Regions from separate parts of the Zea mays genome. Here region 1 is linked to region 2. Evidence: chromatin contacts called from public Hi-C data. All regions are on one chromosome and are shown on one strand. Each heading gives the region's core, a stretch centred on a gene start, on an enhancer-like site or on the middle of the called end of the contact. The rest is flanking DNA. Distances are from core to core; before and after follow the strand shown. Region 1 has its middle 23 kb from the start of LOC100272628. Region 2 holds the start of LOC100280719.

Evidence for each region. Hi-C and Micro-C count contacts between places; a contact is called where the count stands out from the background.
Region 1: a Hi-C map of endosperm shows a contact between it and region 2, with 7 times the contacts expected there. The contact joins the enhancer-like site here to the promoter of LOC100280719 in region 2. A contact is called at or near these places in 9 of 25 Hi-C or Micro-C datasets (bundle sheath, endosperm, leaf and 4 more).

What each region holds. Positions count from the first base shown.
Region 1 is chr8:174,779,201-174,781,900 of Zm-B73-REFERENCE-NAM-5.0, forward strand. No RefSeq gene overlaps it. Among protein-coding and RNA genes, the nearest start is that of LOC100272628, 23 kb to the right of the region's middle. Within about 2 kb of position 1,266, at least 18 of the 20 cell types and tissues checked have an H3K27ac peak or open chromatin away from gene starts, as enhancers often do. A contact at or near this core is called in bundle sheath, endosperm, leaf and 3 more, where this site is marked.
Region 2 is chr8:174,705,944-174,708,643 of Zm-B73-REFERENCE-NAM-5.0, forward strand. It overlaps LOC100280719, which reads right to left and starts at 1,447. Exons shown (of 21, transcript NM_001153639.1): 1 at 950-1,447; 2 at 230-301. The coding sequence starts at 1,054.

The DNA of each region.
Region 1 (2,700 bases), core at 16-2,515, 73 kb after region 2:
ACATTCAAACTATGTAGTTCGAGAATACCCGAACCCGAACCTGAAATTTCGGGTACCCGTATTTTAGGGTAATATAAAAATGCTCAAATTTCGAGTAACGATTCTTAGAATTTGAAATTTAAATTATCCAAATTACCAGAACCGAAATTTCCAGTAACCCAAACGCCCACCCTACAAACAAATATTGCGCTGTTGTTCCAGGATCGCAGCGTTAGCATGGACTATATACTAGTGTGTATATAAGTGCACCAAAAACTATGTATCTACATAATCCAAAATATCTTATAATTTAGGACGAGGGAGTAGTTTTTAAAAAAATGAGTTTTTACATTAGAAAATAACGTTAGTATATTTGTTTTGTTAGAATTATTTCTTTTTTTAATCTATGTGTTATAAATAATCTTTAACAAAAATAGCCAAAACAAAGTTGGAGCTCATGTAAACGTTGAAGGCATCCCTCGCTCGTTATGGTACCAGCATAAACTAGTTTGCGGTCCACCACTAATCATGGAGAGAACATTGTTTACCAACCAACATAAAATAAGGCAGCCTAACATGGGGGTAGCGGGGGCGATCAGCCTGCAAAAATCTGGCGCCTCAGCTCAGGTCGTCTTCTGTTGTCTTGTACCGTGGAATCCACGTTGCCTCGCGTGGGAGGGACTCGGAAGGAAGGACACAGGACCGAAGGATCAAAGCGCCGCCTGGCTGTGCGGGAAACCGGAAAAGGGTTCCTCGCGTACTCCCTGGGGACGACAAGTGGATTTGGGACCTTTTCACACTGCCCGACGCACTCACCCGTGACCTGCGCTGCGCTCTGATATTTTTATGCGAGGCCCATGGCCGGCCTATGACCAGTAGATTTGGCCTGGCTTAAGTGCGGCATGTACCGGCCTGACCCGACAGAAAGGCCATGTCTGAGCCGCTGTCTCGGTACTGCGGGCCAGCCCGGGACGACCGCAGCCCATACAGGCTGATTTTGTGGACAGAAATCACGAGAGGATCTATAACAAAAAATGACCTTAATATTTAATTTTAAATAGTAAGAGAATTCATCTCGTAATCTCTATTTACTAAATCAGTCCTATAGTCCTTTAAATATATGGTACTACCTTTCGCCTTCTAGTCAGATTTCGAGGTACCAAAATTTGATGCATATATAGGGTACCTTGTAGTCTAGTTAAAAAGGACAATACAGGGCGACAGAAATGCATCATTCCATACTGCTCGTCTCTGCTGTTGACGTGTCCTTCGTGCGTCGTCCTCATCTAAGATCTCCCTGTCATTTTGCTGTGTGTTCAGTGCGCCGAGCACGTGGTCAGTGGACGACACACGCAGCTGTACGTGGCGGGCAACCGTCCTTCTATAGGGAGCCTCCACGGTAGCAGGTAGATCTAAAGCAACAGATAGACACAGGCTTGTCCCCGGTTCTTGAGAGGAGAAACAAACAGGAGATATATGAGAGACCTTAGGTGTTCCACCCGGCGCGCAGGAAGCCAGGAATTGCCATATTACAAACAAACAAACAAGAATGGTGACGCGGAGCATGGTTCCATATTGGTTGCTCTCGCGCGTGCCGGTCGCTGACGTGTCATATGTCCCCACCCGATTCCCCTTCTCTTCTGTCGGTTCTTTTTTTATTTATCACGTTTTAGTTTAAAAATAAATTAGTCATTGTTCGTTTACACCAATCCAACTTTAGATTAATATAGACTGAAATTAAATCTATGTCGCAATCTATACCAAAAAATAATCAAAGCCTTTTTTAAAAAAAAATTATTCGGTTTAAACCCATCATGGATTATAATCTAAGGATCTGGGATTTTTTAACTATGAAAGACATGGATCTATCCATAACTCATTAGATATGTAACAAATCTATAAAGATATTGCACAAGTTTATATTAGAATTTATGCATAAAAAATACAACTAGCTTTGAGAGATACATATATTAAATGATGAATTTAATCCTACCATGGGACTAGGTATGAGGTACGGATTCACTCAATCCAGACCCGAATTAAATCCATGATAGATTTTCATCCCTTATACCAGGACAAAACCTTTGTGGACGACAAATATTCGAGAATGGAGGTAATATTTTTTTAGCTTTGACTAGGAAGCATGAGGCCATGAGCCACGCAGCACCCCCTCTGTCCATACGAAGGCAGGAAAGGAAATCCAAAGCTAGCTACAGACTCACTATCTGTTTAGTTTGACTAGTCAAATTAGCTAGCCAAATTCGGCTCGTGAGGGAGCCAATTTGAAAAATCGGATAGCTTATCGAGTCAAAGAGATAGTTTGTTGGAGAGTTGTTTTGTTGTTGGATAGCAAAAATTTGACTTGACAAGCCATTTAATTAGCCTTTTAGAGATGTTCTACCCCTAATACCTTTTTAAGGGTTGTTCGGTTTAATAAAAATACATATGGATTGCAGGGATTAGATGAGTTTTAATCCATATCAAATCAAAATCATTCATATTTTTTCTAATACTTTTCAATCTATAAGGTATAGAGATAATCGAAAAGGAAAAACAAGTTCAACAACTCCCTCGAACCTTCTCTAACTATTCGTAGACGCTAATCCAGAGCCCATCGTCCCATATATTTTCCTTTTGATTCGCCGCCTGCCCCAATCGGTCCCAGCATCCTTTCTCACGTGATGTTTCGGACATTCCCAACGAGAAATTTCATTCCCAAGG
Region 2 (2,700 bases), core at 197-2,696:
GTTTTGGCATTTGTACAAAAAAAAAAGACTACAGCTACTTTGATATACATAGTTTGAAAAATCTGAAGCTAGCCCTTGTAACAACAAGGCAATGAGGCCCCACGTGATAGCCTCATGCAACAATGAGGCACGCTATGAGCCTGACATGTGGGCCACATTTTTATGTTGTCACAAAGATGTTTCTGTTTACATTTTTCTTTTGAAATTTCCTCTATTATACGTATTGTACCTGTTCACAGAGAGAACCGAGCCTCCCCATGGCCAATCGGCCATTCATGCCAGTGACAACAGCCGTGCCCACCTGTAAGACAGCATAATAAATGTGAAACCAGCAAACATAACGACAAAATCTGGTAACTATATTTTTTGTTGTAAGCAAAACCTGCAGCTTAGCATTTTTTATCCCTTCATCTTTGTTTAGTGAAGAATCCTAAAAACTAAAACTGAATACACGTCCTATCCCAACGAGTGTCTTGTGAGTCAAAAAAAAAACAGAAACATCTGGGGCTGTTGTTTTCCCCATCCCGAGTTTGAACGATCAGATGTTGACCGGCACCACCAAACACCAAACATAGGGAACACGCGAAATACTATACTGAAACAATAGCGCCTGAGAAAGACAAAAACGTTCTCCATTCCCAACGGAAATACTTTCAGGTCGCAGATCCCAAACGAACAACTTTCCGCGTTTAGGACGGAAAGATATCCAGCATCGACTTCTTTTTTTTTAAAAAAAAAATACAGTCGCAAGCACGCCGCGAAAAGAAAAATGCGAAATCGGATCGAAATCGAATTCTCTACCCTCGCAAATCCGTACCGACATCGCAAAGACCTCACAGAAAACATGGGCCGCACGAAGAGCAACAAGACTTAAAAACGTCTCTGCATTCTCGCAAGACGAGACGATAAAAAGAAGAACGAAGAACAACGAGACAGGTAGGCCAATCACCTTGATAATGATTCGCTTGACGTCCTTCACGAATGCACGGGCAGGATCGGCGGTCTCCATGGCCATGGCCATGGCCGCCGCGCCTCCGATCCCTCCTCTCCCCATTCTCTCCTCGCCGTGGAGGCTGTTCCCTCGCTCGCTAAGTGGCTCGGCTCGGTGCGGTGCTGCGTTGCCTGTGCCGGCGCTGGTGCGAAAACAGAATCTCTCTAGGGTGCCGGGGGAGTACTGGTTGGAGGCGCGGTTTTATAGAGCCGCGTCGCGTCGCCTCTTCCCTCTTCCGCCTCCCGTCACGGGCGGGCCACACAAAACGCGCCGTGGCGAGATCACCCGCGCGCCGCCTGGCCCCTGGATCGTCTGCGGCGAGCAGGGCCCGTGACGGCCCGTCGGTGTCTGCTACGCGACCGCGGCCCCACCGGGCAGGGACGATACGGTTAGAGCCGCACCACGTGTGACGTGGCCTGTGGAATTGGGCAACGCATTGCCTAAAATATCCTTGACAGGGCACTGAGGGCAGGGCAGGGAAGGTGGTTGTGCTACGGCCTCTCAGGCTTTGATAGATTTTTTTTTGTACCACCAGCCCAAATGCCAGACGTCCTCTGCGGTGACCTGTTGCGCGCCCATTTGATCAGAGGTCGCGTCTCAGAACACCTAGGACCAGCCACCACAAAAATACAAGACTTAAATGAGGGCATGTTTCATATATGAGGCTAACAAAAAACCTGTATTTTGAAACGCTAATTACAAAGCTTAATATAATAAAAACTATGGTGGTTAATTGATGGTTAGAGTCTATTAGTCCTTACCAGCTCATAATTAGTTTATATGTAATCTAATTTGAGTTAAATGCATCGGCGGCTCCTAAACTTGTCAAAGCATGTCACTTAGGTCTACAAACTTTAAAAATGCATTTCTAGGTTTTCGCATCCCTAAATTTATAAAAATAGTGTGTCACAAGTTTATTACTGGACTGTAGTGTGGTCCACTTAATAAATTTAAGAACATAGAAATGCAATTTTAAAGCTCGTGAACCTAGGTGACATCCTTCAATAAATCCAGATGTCACTCATGCATTTAACGCATCTATTTTCATGAGATGAATTATTTTTCGATCTACCTGCATGCTTAGGGCCGATTCTAGGCATAGGGCTCCCCCTGGCGGCCACCCTAGGCCCCCAAATCCTAGGGGGGCCCACCTCCTGCATTTTATTATATAGCTAACAGGATAGCTAATGTTTAACTAAATAATCTAATGTTTGAGTTAAGAGTTTTGAAGCTAAACTTGCTAGAACCACCCATATCTTTTATGGATAAATTTGAGTACATCAATAAGATGGATTCCAATCATGTTTTTATAGCTTATCGAATCTTATTTAATATACTTGTCATGGTGGCATCAACCGAAAGGAGTTTTTCGATGTTAAAAATAATTGAAGAACTATTTTGAGGTCTACCGTCTCTCAAAAAAATGATTGAATGGTTTGGCCACCTTATGTATCGAGAAAAAAAATTAGATAAGATTGATATCAACACAATCATTAATGACTTAGCCTTCTACACTGCTACCTGGCCACACATCATCTTATGTGCTCCACCTCGCCTCGAAATTCCACGCTGGCATCAAGATCATGTCCAAAATGCTGACGCCTAGGCTTCAAAAGAAAATTGCCAACATAATTGACCAAAATAAGTCGGGGTTCATTCGTGGAAGATTAATATATGAAAACTTTGCCTATGCAGCCGAGTTGATCCAA